Regions from separate parts of the Danio rerio genome. Here regions 2 and 3 are each linked to region 1. Evidence: chromatin contacts called from public HiCAR-type and Micro-C data. All regions are on one chromosome and are shown on one strand. The core of a region is the stretch at or near the end of the contact, and the rest is flanking DNA. Distances in the headings are between cores, read along the strand shown. Region 1 holds the start of LOC562542. Region 2 holds the start of bccip (BRCA2 and CDKN1A interacting protein). Region 3 holds the start of trim65 (tripartite motif containing 65).

Evidence for each region. A called contact is a pair of places that touch in the nucleus more often than the background predicts. HiCAR-type assays count read pairs that join an accessible place to other places.
Region 2: a Micro-C map of caudal fin shows a contact between it and region 1, with 8 times the contacts expected there. The contact joins the promoter of bccip here to the promoter of LOC562542 in region 1. A contact is called at or near these places in 2 of 18 Hi-C or Micro-C datasets (caudal fin and hematopoietic stem cells) and 2 of 4 datasets of contacts at active chromatin or transcription factors (caudal fin and embryo).
Region 3: a HiCAR-type map of caudal fin shows a contact between it and region 1, with 8 times the contacts expected there. The contact joins the promoter of trim65 here to the promoter of LOC562542 in region 1. A contact is called at or near these places in 1 of 18 Hi-C or Micro-C datasets (caudal fin) and 1 of 4 datasets of contacts at active chromatin or transcription factors (caudal fin).

The regions. Positions count from the first base shown.
Region 1 is chr12:47,752,729-47,755,984 of GRCz12tu, reverse strand. It overlaps LOC562542, which reads left to right and starts at 1,776. Exons shown (of 5, transcript NM_001327878.1): 1 at 1,776-2,013.
Region 2 is chr12:47,450,308-47,453,563 of GRCz12tu, reverse strand. It overlaps bccip (BRCA2 and CDKN1A interacting protein), which reads left to right and starts at 1,781. Exons shown (of 7, transcript NM_001013475.2): 1 at 1,781-1,974; 2 at 2,094-2,168; 3 at 2,256-2,336. The coding sequence starts at 1,843.
Region 3 is chr12:47,491,898-47,495,153 of GRCz12tu, reverse strand. It overlaps trim65 (tripartite motif containing 65), which reads left to right and starts at 1,448. Exons shown (of 8, transcript XM_001920366.7): 1 at 1,448-1,574. mrpl38 (mitochondrial ribosomal protein L38) reads right to left here and starts at 1,384. Exons shown (of 9, transcript NM_212945.1): 1 at 1,299-1,384; 2 at 161-346. The coding sequence starts at 311.

The sequences.
Region 1 (3,256 bases), core at 527-3,026:
TTCCGCCTCCTCAGTGATTTCCTACAAGCCATTTCCTGGCCATTCCTTCAATTCCCAGCAGTCCGAGGGCTCTCCAGAGTGACTGCCCCGCAAACCCCCTACAACCCACCTCTACTGGTAAATTCCAGGCCCTCCATCCATTCTCCTGGCTCTCAAGTATAAGACTTTGATATTTCTTGAGGTTGCATTAATGTGCCTCCATTCTTTCCTCCCAGGGTATTGTAAGTTCTGTAAGCACCACCAGTTCGGTGCTACTAGACCAGAGGACAATATCTGGTCTGAGGCTAGTGTGTGCTATTTCTTCTGGGTATTTAATGCACAATAATATAATGTAGAGGACATCACAAATAGAAGTCTGTAAAATAATAAAAAAAATGTACTGGCAGTTTATTACAAGGTTGTTGTAGTGTAACATACAAACCAAGCCAGACAATATAGCACTGCAAACTAATAAACATGTTTATAATTGTTTCTTTTTTTTTTTTTTTGCTTTACAAGGTTAAAAGTTGTTGGAAGAAAGATCAAGATCCTATAATGCAATTCAACAGTAGAAATAAATGTGCAAAAATAAAAACAAAATACAAAAGCTGCCAATTCACAGATAGTTTACAGTGCTTCATGGTAATCTAATAATCTAATATAAATAGTTGACTACAGTATACTGCAGTTTATGTAGTTATTTTATTTTTTGTAAGGGAAAGTTAAGCTAAAAGGACAGTTCAACCATTAATGCCAATTAACTCACCATTTACTCACCCTTTACTTGTCCCAATGAGTTTCTTTTTCTATTAAACACAAAAGACTTTTTGAAGAAATCTGAAAACTTCTAACCACTGACTTAGTAGGAAAAACTAAAGCTATTCAAGTCAATAGTTACAGGTTTCCAGTTTTCTTTAAAATACCTTCTTTAGTGCCTTCATTAAAAGAAAGAAACTCAAACATGTTTCTTAAAGAGCTTCTGAACTATTCCTTCATGTTTTGCGAAATAAAGAATTATGCAATAATTGTGTAGAACCTGTCACCACTGACCTCCATTTCTACTGTGGAAGTCAATGGTTACAGGTTTCAAATTTTTTTTCAAAATATCTTCTTTTGCACAGTTTCTTTCTTATGCTGAATAAAAAACAAGATATTTAGAAAAATGTTTAAAACCTGTAACCATTGACCCCCATATTATTTGTTTTTCCTACTGTGGAAGTCAATGGTTACAGATTTCTAACATTTTTCAAAATACCTTCTTTCATACAGTTTCTTTCTTATGCTGAACATAAAAGAAGATATTTAGAAAAATGCAGAAAACCTGTAACCATTGACCTCCATCCCTACTGTGAAAGTCAATAGTTACAGGTTTCTAACATTTTTTTTATATCCTCTTTTGTAGAGTTTTTTTCTTATGTTGAACAAAATGCTAGAAACCTGTAAAATTGGCCTACATACTATTTGTCTTTTTCTACCGTGGAAATCAATGTTTGCAATTTTCTTACATTTTTCAAAATATCTTCTTTCGTACAGTTTCTTATGTTGAACAAAAAAGAAGATAATTATTTTCTTAAAAATCGTCTGGACTATTCCTTCATGTTTTGCGAAATAAAGGATTATGCAATAATTGCATTGCATTCTTCTGCCAGCAGAGAGCGTGTCATGCTGTCAAATAAATGTTTGACCCCTCTTGCGTCTGTTCAGTGTTCACCAAATGCTCACTTTCTTCATTCGCATGTCGTGGACAAGAGTTTCTCCATTACTGGAGTGCATTGACCGAGTCACACACTACGAAGTCCCGTGTAGTTTTACACGGGAGTCCAGTCTATTTTTGTAAGAGCAGTGTTATACTATTTTACTACTACTTTAATACTATTCGCCTATAAAAGAAATATTAGGCCGACTAAAAAAATCCAATGACATGTGACGTATGATATGATCTGAAAGTGAAAGTCTGTAGTTATAACCTTGTGGATTATCTCTGGAGAGTCAATCTGGAATGAACTCAGGACTGTAAAGACGCAGAGACTGTAGGTGAGTACAAAATCCAGATGGTGAAAAATCTTTACGTGGCAACTCTGCTGTTTACGCCTGTACGGTATTTACTAAGAATGCATGACATTTTACATCAATATAAGCCATTGCATGCGTGTTTTAAGCATTTTACTGATAAAACGCCGTTTATTATAGACATTATTCGTCTGATGTTGTAGAGTATTTAATTTATAGCGTTTCTTCATTTACATTGAGGTAAATTAGATTTTATTTTAGCTCATTCCTTCATTTTAATGTTTCCTATATTGTTTACCACGCTATATTAGATATGTCTGAAATCGCATGACTTAAAAACAACATTAGCACTTTTTATCTTAATTGTATGTAAACTTTGAGATATAATTTAGAATTTACAAAGAATACTTTACTATTAAGGAAAAAGTCTGAATGTGCAAATATAAACCGACTTCACCTCAAACTTGTGTACAACATGTGGAAAATACGTTTCATTATTTTATGAATGAGTGTTTTGCTTTCTTTATTATTCATCTTGTGGTTTGCGGTTGTATCTGTCACATATGAGTCATTTCAACGCTTCTAAATGAATGTGCGGCTTACTGTATTGTAAACTCTCGATTTTTAATACGATTGAAGAGATAGGTCACCCGAATGGAAAATGCTGTCATCATAATTTGCTAATCATTCACTTGTCGCAAACCTGTTTCAGTTTCTTTCTTCTGTTGAGACGAAACAAGATATTTAGAAAAATGCGCATTATAACTTGTAACCATTGCAATTCATAATATTTGTTTTGTCTACTGTGAAAGTCAATAATTACAGGTTTCCTTACTGTGGAAGTCAATAGTGACAGGTCATATATATTTTAAATATCTTCTTTCTTCAAATATTTCTTTCTTATGTTGAAGAAAAAAGAAGATATTTTGACAAATGTTAGAAACCTGTAAATATAGTATTTTCTTTCCTACTGTGGAAGTCAATGGTTACAGGACTCTATAATTTTGCAAAATGTATTCTTTTTTTTTTTTTTTTTTTTTTTGAAGAAAAAAGAAGATATTTTTAAAAAAAATGATAGAAACCTGTAAAAAAACGCCTTTATAAGATTTGTTTTTCTTACTGTGGATATCAATGGTGATGGGTCAAATTCTTCAAAATATCTTCTTTTGTACAGTTTTCTTATGCTGAATAAAAACAAGATATTTAGAAAAATGAGTAAAACCTGTGACCATTTACCTTCATAATATTTGTTTTTCCTACTCTGGAA
Region 2 (3,256 bases), core at 532-3,031, 300 kb after region 1:
AATGCAGATGCAAATGTTTACATGGCGACGTCACTGCTGTGAGTCTCGTTGTCATGGTGAGCGCTGAAGAGAGCACCTCATTGGAGAACACACAGGCTCGGGAATCTCCGTCACGGCGAGTTGCGGTCAGCTGTGGACTAAAGCATTTTAAATATATTGAATGTATATTTTTACATTTTTGGTGCTGTGTATTATTCTGGGATGCAGTAGAATATGGAGACAGATGAATATAATTAAAGACAGATGCGGGACATCAGAACAGAAAGTGAGCCCGGCTAGGACAACAACACACTACTCTGACTAAAGACTCTGCTAAACTCCTAGTGGTGCTAAGCTTCTTATTATCCAAGAACGCCATCTAGCGGTCACATAACCTAACAGCATGTTACTTACTACCCCACTACATCATGCCCGTAGCCGGGGGACATCCCTAATCCTAACCTAACATGAACCCAATTTGTACCTTACTTACTATTAATAAACAGCTAGTTGGTTTATTAAGCTAGTAGTGTTAGTTTCAGTGTTTTTTAATACTGTGAATTGTGACCTAAACTAAAATGTTGCCAAATATAAACTGGTAAAAAGTATATTATTCATTCATTCATTCATTTTCTTGTCGGCTTAGTCCCTTTATTAATCCGGGATCGCCACAGCGGAGTGAACCGCCAACTTATCCAGCAAGGTTTTACACAGCGGATGCCCTTCCAGCCGCAACCCATCTCTGGGAAAGAATTCATTATTATTGTATTATTATTTTTATTATTATTATTATTATTTTTATTATTATTATGTTTAATTTTTTTTTATTGAAATGGCCAAATTGTGACAGAAAAGTTAAATGTGCTGGCCAGTTTGTTTTTGTCTAATAAATGACAGTAGGCTGCAGTTTTTTTTTACTTTAAAACTTTAACAGATTGCTATTTTTTTCTAATGATATATGATGTAATAAATTTGTATTTTAATAATTAGTCTTGTTTTATTTTTTCTTTATAGCAAGTTTTTATGAAATATTTTTTGTACATCAAAAAGTGTGGTTATGATGACATCTGACTAGCTAATCCAGCAACAACAACAAAAAAAAAATCACTAAAATGCAGTATTTAAATCTTATAGTTAAATAGAAACTGAGGCGTATAACTGCAAAAAAAAGAAAAAAAGAACCACCCCTTTCACCAGGCAAGAAATGGATGAATGAATGAATGAATGAATGAATGAATGAACGAACGAACGAACGAACGAACGAACGAACGAACGAATGAATGAATGAATGAATGAATGAATGAATGAATGAATGAATGAATGAATGAATGAATGAATGAATGGACAGATAGGCCGATAACGAATAGACTAATAGGTAGACGCATTAAAGTTACTAGTGGAATATATTATCTTGACTTGTAAGACAAAAACTTAAGTAAGAGAGAAACTTATTTATTTCATCGAAGGTTTGTTCTAACAGGTACCATCGACGTTTGTTTTGAAAATTACGTAATATATAATTCATTTCTGAAGTAACTCCAACATCACGACAATATTTATCTTTCTTTATTAACCAAAATTACTATCTGGCACTTAAATCAATACAATTGTTTATTCAAAAGTAATAAATCATTTTCATGCAGCACCCCTCTGTAAAAAAATATGGTATCTTCTGCTTCTTAAGATCGTGAGCTGGAAAAGACGCCATTTTGGATCTTGAGTATGGCGTGTTTGCGCCCGCGACTTTGTGTCTACAATGAGCCAAAATGTCCGATTAGACTCCTCAGTTTCCTAGCATGTAGACGACACAAAACGTCGCCGTGCGCGAGCTCGTGTCTGTTTCCTGTACACTAGTGAAGCAGCATGGCTTCATCTGCCAAAAGGCGTGCTGTTGAAACTGGACAAAATCCACAAGACAGCGACGAAAGCTCGGACGAGGGTCTGGAAGACTCTGGCGACGACGACAGCGAAAATTCAGAAGAAGAAGTAAACGAGGTAAGTTCCTATCCGAACTGTTTTTGCGAGCAGAAATGTCGTGATGTGCAGGCCATGCTGGCTCTGTCTGAAAAACACGTTGTTTTATGACCAACACACGTGTTTTGGTCTGCATTTAGGAGGTTATTGTGGACTTCGAAGCACACACGATCTCTGACAACGACTTTCACGGCATCAAAACCCTTCTTCAACAGGTAACGTCGGTTTATTGCAGATTATGTGGTGATTATATGAGTGTTAATTTATGAATGCAGACATAAATGTGTGTTGTTGTTTTGCAGCTGTTTCTGAAGTGTCACGTGAACACTTCTGACCTCACTGACATCATCATCCAGCAGAACCACATCGGCAGTGTCATCAGGGTAATACACTTTCATTTACCCCCCAAAATAGCTTAAATTTTACTGGTCATAACTGTGTATTTCATTCAGTTTAGATTTATTTTATGTCCATGTAGCGTACTTTTTAAATTAAGAGCCAAAAAGAAAAGAAGTAGGTACAATAATGTAAATAACGGAAAAATAAAATAGTAATGGAACAAACAGAAGTTGTAAATGGGGAAAAAGGGATTAAAATGATCAAACATATTTATATAAACACAAATAATACATCTTACTAGAGAAAATATGTACTTTGTATATTCACTACATACATTTTTTAACAAGCATGTTCACTATAATGTAGTAAAGGTTTACTATTTGCATCTGTTTTTAAGGCCTGACCAGGGGCGGACTGGGACAAAAATTCAGCCCTGGCACTGTAGCCACATCAGCCCACATTACCACACCAGCATAGCCCCACCCACGGACACGCACATTCACTATTTATTTTGATGTACAGATGGTGAAATAATGACATTCTTGCCATATTTTGATTGCGTCCGGGTAACCTCGGATTGGGTCAGCCCATCTTGAAATCAGGCGGCCGTCATAATTGGTCCAAATGCTTAACATTTATTATTATTATAATTATTAACATCATCATCATAATATCACATCTAGCAAGAGATAAAAGCTGCCTCCACGTAAAAACAATACATTTAAATAAAAACTGAACGACCCACATTTAAAAATTGGTCCAGCCCTTCTGGCATTTGCCAGAATTGCCAGATGGCCAGTCCGCCCCTGGGCCTGACAGTGTTCAAAGTATTCAGGCAAAGAAAATTTAGCATTTGTAACATTTGATTATTGAAATTATGAACCTGAACACTCCCTGAAATCCCTAAAACAGTTTATTTCACTTTTATTTTTACTTTTAATTTATTTTTTGACATTTTTATGGA
Region 3 (3,256 bases), core at 199-2,698, 260 kb after region 1:
CGACGATGGAATAGTCCATCGTGATGTTTCACATTAGACATCGTACGACGCCAAATTGGTCAACATTGCTCAACCCTAGAACAAATCTCTCTGTTGGACAGAAAAATATGAAAGAATGATCATTTAACAGAAGGGCGAATAATTCTCCCTTCATCTGTACCTTGTTTGGTCTGGTCCTGTGTGTGTTTCCTGTAGGTTTTCCACCAAACATCTTTCAGGTCGGCCTCTTCTGCTGCCCGTATATATCGAGTGTAGCTGCGATATTTCTCCAGAGAGTCCAGCTGAGTGCTTTTGATGTCCTCATTGGGCATCGGACCCAGAGGAGCCGCCCGCCGACTTAGGACAGCTGCAGGAAAGTCAACACAGCATTTAGTTTTAACATAAAAGAAATAAGACTTAATAATAATAATAATAATAATAATTTAAATAAAAATACATATTTGTTGTAGAAAAAAAATTGTTATAATAAAAAATATATTTAAACAAATTATAATAAAAATATATTAAAACAAATATATTAATATTTTGTGTAAATACATAACAATAACAATTATTTTGAATAAGGTAATAAAACATTCATCTTTTACTTTATTAATAACATTACATTTTTAGAAATGTTAAATGCAAAATAATGCAATGCTATAATAATGTTGCTATACAAATATAAGAAACAGCAAAAAAAAAATTTTGTGTAATTGTGTAAAGTCCCATTAATGTTGCATAATAAAAACCAATATACAGACAAATATAGCAATATTATTGTAAAAGTATCAATATAAAAGCTTAATATATAATATTAAATATACTGTAATAATATTTCATTATAAATATCAAATAAACAACTATAATAATACAAAGTCGTAACAATATTAAAACGATGTAATACAAATAAAATTATCAGCATTATAATATTATTATCAGAAATGTATCAATATAAAACTCAAATATATAATATAATAAGATATTACAAATATTGTAATAATATTTTGCTATAAATATTAAACTGCCATAAATGTTATAACGTTGTAATAAAAATGCCACAATAATCATATAACATTAATTTTTAGACCAAATGTGAGATATGCAGCGGCTCAAAAAGCTTATAGACACACGAAAATTAATGAAAATAGATACTAATAAATAAATTATCGGTTAAATGATGAAATCAGAGTGTGTCTAAACAGGTAAAGGTCATTCATAACAGCAGACACGCGCGCGTGCACAATCAGCTGCGGCTTAACTAATTATTTTACTAATTAGCTGCTCAATAAATTAAATCTCCGTTCATTATCGCTCACCGGTGGACCGGAGGCCCCGGGAGTGCCGTTTCAGTCCCGCATCCACCGCCGCCCGCAGCAGGACGCACGACAATCCGCGCGCCGCCATGATGAACCGAACCGGCGACGCTCAGTGACGTCAGAAAACAAGTGTGCGTACGCGTCACCACGTCAATGCGCGCCTGCGTATGGAAAAAGGCGACGAGTTTCACCCATGAGAGAAACCCGAGAAACCCAATAACGCTCAGGAATCGGGATTATTTCACATTTCTGCACAACCGATGAGTAAATGTTCATGTGGGTTTAATTAAAAAGGAGTTTTATATATTAATGATTAATGTCTAGCTTTAAAAATCGGTCTTATGTAGCGTCGATGTGGGGTCAGGTGGAGTTTGTTTATTTACTGATTATCGATGTTATGAATTCACTGAATTAGCTTTTGGCTTTAATTCCTAAGTCGAATGTATTTTATTTGCTCATGTAATTGTCTAAATGTAGATAGCAGTTGAAATTAAACAGACTTAATTCAAGAAATATGACATACATGCTCAAATATATATCTATCTGTCTGTATATATGTAACATGTCTGTGTATTTAATCCATTTGTTTGTCTTTCTATTTATGTTTCTATCAATTTATATATTTGTCTGTCTAGCTAGCTATAATATCTATCTATCTATCTATCTATCTGTAAGTTAATGTCTGTATATTTAATCCATTTGTTTGTTCTTCTATTTAGTATCTGGCTACGATTTCGGTCTGTCTGTCTATCTATCAATAAGTTAATGTCTATATTTAATCTATTTGTTTGTCTTTCTGATTATGTATCTATACTCTATAACTATTTCTATCTATCTGTATATCTAAACACCTGTGTATCCATCAGTCTATTTGTTTATCTGTCTGTTTATTTGTTGATGTATAGTATTTATGTAGCTGTCTGTCTATCAATCTGTATTGTCTGTCCAGGGTTAAACGCTAAGGATATTTTCTACTGGCCCGATTGGACCAGTGGTTCAGATTTTTACTTGCCCTGCCAAAATTTTCACAGACTCCACACCCAAAAAATAATCATACTTATTAGCCACATATTTTTAATAATAGGTTTAAAAATAATGTCTGTCAATCAAAAATGTACATATTTTCATTCATTCATTCATTTTCTTTCCGGCTTCATCCCTTTATTAATCTGGGGTTGCCACAGCAGAATGAACCACCAACTTATCCAGCATATGTTTCACGCAGTGGATGCCCTTCCATCTGCAACCTATCACTGGGAAACATCCATACATACTCATTCACATACTCATACACTACGGACAATTCTGTAGCTTACCCAATTCGCCTATAACGCATGTCTTTGGACTTGTGGGGGAAACTGGAGCACCCGGAGGAAACCCACACCAACATGGGGAGAACATACAAACTCCAAACGGAAATGCCAACTGACCTAGTTGAGGCTCGAACCAGCAACCTTCTTATAGCGCTACCCACTGCGCCACCACGTGGCCCAATTTAAATATTTTAAAAATGTTAAAATATTTATCAGTAAAATATAGCAGTATGGAAAAGTGCAGGTATTTTATTGCAAAACAAAAGGTGGCTGACTTGACGGCAAACTATGCAAAACATCAATTGCAAAAAAATTTATTTACAACATTCAATCAGAAAAAATGAAAAGCAACATGGTGTTTACGACTTCACAGAAAAAGGGAATTTAGAGGCTTAAAAGCACAAATAGTTTCTCGATTCTAAAGGGTGATTTATTCTTCTGTGTCAAGCGCACGAGTATGCTACGGTGCGGCCTGCGTGTGGACGCATATCCCTCGCCGTGGCCGGTGGCGTCACTGACGCACACCTCTCAAAAAATGTAACTACACGTTGCAACAGCGCGTAGCGCAAGCTCTGTGATTGGTCGGCTTGGTAGCGCTGACGAGTGTGGGTGGGACCGAGAGCCACTCGAGCTCTGGAACAATTG